2 separate regions of the Zea mays genome follow, and region 2 is linked to region 1. Evidence: chromatin contacts called from public Hi-C data. All regions are on one chromosome and are shown on one strand. The core of a region is the stretch at or near the end of the contact, and the rest is flanking DNA. Distances in the headings are between cores, read along the strand shown.

Region 1 (2,560 bases), core at 24-2,523:
CTTCAAATGGCAGAAAGACGGACTCACAGTTTTTTTATTGGAAGATGAATGAGAGAGTAATGCAAGCAGAAACACTTTGTCCTTTGCAGTTCGTTTCTTGAAAATTTGGACATGGGAAACCACAACTCAATAATCTGTACGATACAAGAACAGGTGGGAAATTTCTTACTCCCTCTCCACCAAGGAAAAAGTATCATCCTAGGTTTGGAGTAAGCTCCAAATAAATTTATTACTGAAATGTGTTTCATTATTCATCTAATGATGCTCCTTATGCATAATAAATTAACACATTTTTTTATATATTTGACAAAAGTTAAGATTGATTAACTAGAAAGATATTTTGGGGGGTCGGAGGGAATACACCAGTAGTCCAGTATGAAGACATATCTTGTGCAATTATATGTATTGGTGCAATCGTGCAATCAAGCAATCTCCGCCTTTGATTGTCCATCTTATGGTGTCTTCAAATAATATAAACGGGGGTATTTGCACTGAGACACAAAACAAGAGGTTATATGTAAAACATTAGCACTACATGATTTACAATCAATGATATACATTGATTGATTGCACGATCGTACAACAGGATATATCCCCACAAGTACTGCTGTCTCGGCCCTTCAAATCTAGAAGATTTTTAATTTTATGAGCCATTCGGATGATCGGATCTGGAAGGGAACAGCACAGCGAACACTGCAGGCTGCAGCACAAAGTTGGCGAAGAGCACGCCAGGCCCGGTCAAACAGCAGAACGAATGGTGGGGAAGAGAGAGAACGCGACCGGCGTCTACTGTACTCGCCTACTCCTGCTCGGGAGCAGCAGGCAGTGTGAGGATCAGTAAGGAGGGATGGGCGGGCGGGCGAGCGTACTGACGAGTAGCAACATGCAGTAGAGCGTGGCGGAGCCGGCGGCGGCGACGCCGATGGAGCCCGCGACCCAGCCGGCCGCGCGGAAGGCGTAGGGGAGGCCGAGCACACCGGTGCCCACGATGGAGACAACCACGTTCCCCAGCGTCTGCGCGGACGTGGCCCCTCCGCCCACGCCTCCTGAGCTCCGTTCCCCCGCCTGCGCAGGCAGCAGCGGAGCCGCCGAGCCGTCCTCAGCCGCCTTGGGCCCCGCCATCCCCAGCGCCGCCGGCGGCGGGACACGGGCACGGGTGGTGGTAGGCGAGGCCGCGAGGCGAACTTCACGTAGCGAGATTGGATTTGTGTTCCGTTCCGCCAGCCACTCTCTCGGAGTCTCGGGATGCGCGGAAACGTGGCGCGTGGGGGAAGTAAACACGGCAACCAGTTGCGGTCAATGACCGCCGCCGGTGAGGTTTGAGACTGGTTAGTGGAAGTAGGGTGAAAACGGTCGGATATATATCGTCCCGTTTCAATTCGATTATTCGAATTTGCATTCATAGATATTTCTTTTTTTCTTTTTTGACAAATGTAAAAATAGACAAAACATTATAGATGTTTTTCGACCATTTTCGTTTTTCTCATTTTTAGTCAAAATATCCTAGTTATATCCACATATAATATCTCATTTAGAATAATCTGTACTACTCTTTAAGACTTTACTGTAGGCGTCCACAACCGTGCCTAAGGTTCTGCCGTGCAATCCTCTCGCTCCGCTCCTCATCGCACGGACGAGCCTACGATGCTCTCAATCGCCTCCCCCACCGCCCCATTCCATCCATAGCGGTCACCACAATCCGTGCAATGAGGAACACCTCCCCCACTGTGCCCTTCCATCTGTGGCACACTATTAAGTCCGTGCGATGAGGAGCGCCTCCCCAACCACGCCCTTCCATCCATGGCTCACGGTTCGGTCCTTTCCTCCCCCACAGTGCCCTTCCATGCATGGCAGTCGCCGCAACCAATCCTCCGATGCGCTGCCACCACGCCAGAGCCGCTCGGCAGATCCATAAATCATGCCTCCCCTACTGCGCCCTTATCCATGGCGTCGCCGCGATCCGTTCCTCCTCCACTGCAATATCTCCCTCCGCTCCGCATCGCTGTAGGCGCAATCCTATCCTCGAAATCCCATTTTGTTGGTCGGGCGGCCTTTTTATTGCTTTTTTATTTTCTCATCAGCTCCTAATAATAATAAAACGTCCCGAGGTTTCTAGAATCAGTTGGAGAAAAAAATTGACGGTCGAAAGCATCTGGTAGAGATAGGGGTTCTATTGCCGTACTTCTCTCCCTTTCCTCGCTCACCACGACCGACATTCTTCCTCAGTTTCTACAACGCACACTTGACATAGCATCTGAGGAACAGGTGACGGGCTCACTTCACCTCTATTGAATTTCGTGTGCGCACCTTAGTTCAATAACCTCTTAAGTGCCGCTACCCATGTTTGGTGCAGCAGGATCTAATCCTAATCTTGAACGACATCCGCACGAGTCAAAGCGTCAAGCCCATCTCCTTCACGGGAACCATTGGTGAGTGATTTGTTCATGACCATCTTGTGGATTTTAATTATCCATAGTTTTGTCTTAGATTCCTACTTACCTGGGAGTCACCGCTATTTTTTTGAGGCATCTGGTGAGTTTGGATGTGTGGATTTTCCTCC
Region 2 (2,560 bases), core at 19-2,518, 230 kb after region 1:
TTCATTAGCTGTTCGTTTTTAAACCTCCTAACTAATTTAATTTGTTTGGAACAGGAGCTTATTAGTGCGGTCATCTTAGACAAATCAAGGTACGTAGTAGAGCAGACCGATTAATGGACTGTATATCTTAGGACAATGGACTGTATGATGATTACCTGAACGATGCAGCCGCCTAGACCCATGCCCTCGAACATTTGGTGGAAGCTGAGGGCGACCACAAGAGGCTTGATGGTGCTGGGGTCTTGAGACGCGCCGAGGGAGATGCCGATGATCACCGAGTGCACCACAATCCCAAGCTCAAGAACCTACGTACGAAACCAAAAAAAGAAAACAAAAACGCATGATAAATGCATGCCATTTTATTTATAACGACGGTGGTGTGGTGAATGATAACTGCACACGGTTATAACAACAGCTGTGAATACTCAACAGGGATCGTCGGTCGGTTACCTGAGCGATGACACGGTGGCGCAGCGCGTGCTCCTTGTCGCCCTCGGCGCCGCCGACGGCGGCCACGAGCGCCGAGGCGCCGTGCGAGTGCCCGTGCGTCGCGTGCGTGTGCATGTGCACGTGCCCGCCGTGGCCGTGGCCGTCGCCGTCTGCTCCGTCGTCGACGTGCGGCGCCGACGCCGCCTGCTGCTGCTGCTTCTCCTCGTCGCCGACGGCGGCGGCGCCCACGGCGGCGGCGGCGCTGTCCTTGAAGTGGACGCGCGTGAAGTAGCCCGTGGCGACGGTGTCGACGACGAGCGTGCCGATGGCGCCGACCATGGCGCCGAGCCCCGCGAAGGGGAAGTCCTGCCACGGCCCGCCGGAGAGGCAATCGGACGTGAGCTTCTCGAACGCGTCGGGGAGGATGTGGATGAACCCCGTGGCCAGGATGACCCCCGCCGCGAACGCCTTGATGAGGAAGAACACGTCCCTGTCGGGGCGCAGCGCCGGCACGCGCCGCCCCAGCACGGGCAGGCAGCAGCCCAGCGCCCCGCACACGAGGATGGAGAAGAAGGCCGCGATCTTCAGCGCCCTGGCCCGCGCGCGGTCGCCCGGCGCCGCCTCGCCGCCGCCCGCCGCCCCGCACCCGCCGCTGCCGTCGTCGGCGCGCGCGCCGGGCGCGAGGAGGAGGAGGAGGAGGACCAGCGGGACGCCGGCTGCCAGGGAGAGGGCGAGCGCGGCGCGTGGCCTCATGGCCATGGCAGCGCGGCGCGCCGGTGGTGCGTGGACGGCACGAGGAGGGGGTGGAGAGGTAGGGGTACAGGGGAGGAGCTCGCGCGCAGACGCAGCCAGCTACGTAGGTGGTCTCATATAGGCGGCGGAGGCGGCAGGGCCTCGTGATTTCAGCTCGTAGATTCATTAGGGATTTAATCGCGTTACTTGGATTGGGGGAGATTTTTGTAACAAACGACCGACCGTGACACGATGACGACAGGAAGGAGAGGGCACAGCGCCAAGTACGAGGTTTCCTTGGGATCTTCTGGTTGTTGGGAGGGGAATTACTGGCAAATGACGACACTTTTTTTAGTGCTAGACAGAAGGGAACAGACGCGTCCCTGCCGCCGCGAGCGGATGGGTGAATGCCGCTGTGTCTAACCGCCCCGAGACCGTCTCAAGTGAACACGTGACATCGAGGCATTGACACGTAAGGCGTCTTTATAGATCAGGTGATGTTGAGCCTGTGAAATAACTAATATTTTCTGGCAATTTTTTGGCACTGTTGTACGGTATTTCAAATATAACACACGACTAAAATAAAATATAATACAATGGACATGTCTAAAATCTGTGTTTTACTATATTCATTACACCAATCAACATATTTTATAAATTAAATTGATCAATTAACTAGTCTCCTTTCTCGAGCATAGAACGAGGACAACGTGCTTTCGTCAAGATACATGTCTTAAGTTTTTTTACATTTAGGGTCTGTTTGTTTACCCCCAGATTATATAATCTGGATTAAATAATCCTAAGAGGCAAACAAACAGTCCAGCTTATTTGCCCAGATTATATAATCTAACCCCTTGGATTATGATAATCCATAAGCAAGTGAGGAGGTGCTTATTTCAGATTATTTTTTCCCACTTCCCCACTACCCTTTCAAGTTTCCTAGAAATTACCCACCATTGCCATTATAATCCACCGAATCGTTTTTGCGCCTAGTACTAGTCAATTTGGGGATGAAGAAGGTGACATGAATGCCTTCCGTGATAATATTGCTAATGCAATATTTGCCAATGTCAATTGAATTATTTTTTATATATATATGAGTTTCAACCTAGTACAAATATAGAGGGCATTCTTGTCTTCCTCATACAAAAGAATCCTATTAACAACTCAAATAATCTGGGTAAACAAACAGGACTACTCAGATTATATAATCCAGATTATATAATCCAGATTATATAATCCTCCAAAAATAATCCAGATTATATAATCCATGGGGGTAAACAAACAGGTAATCCCATAGACACATTCGAAAGCACAGCTCAAGACACCTATTATACATACTCTTAGGCTACTATTAACAGTAGTTTCACGGTTATCATACACATTTAACAATATGTCA

Evidence for each region. Hi-C and Micro-C count contacts between places; a contact is called where the count stands out from the background.
Region 2: a Hi-C map of tassel shows a contact between it and region 1, with 2.4 times the contacts expected there. The contact joins the promoter of LOC100281849 here to the promoter of LOC100216823 in region 1. A contact is called at or near these places in 3 of 25 Hi-C or Micro-C datasets (endosperm, leaf and tassel).

The regions. Positions count from the first base shown.
Region 1 is chr7:22,429,754-22,432,313 of Zm-B73-REFERENCE-NAM-5.0, forward strand. It overlaps LOC100216823, which reads right to left and starts at 1,274. Exons shown (of 3, transcript NM_001143219.2): 1 at 874-1,274. The coding sequence starts at 1,122.
Region 2 is chr7:22,664,226-22,666,785 of Zm-B73-REFERENCE-NAM-5.0, forward strand. It overlaps LOC100281849 (ZIP zinc/iron transport family protein), which reads right to left and starts at 1,269. Exons shown (of 3, transcript NM_001154769.3): 1 at 451-1,269; 2 at 156-305. The coding sequence starts at 1,188.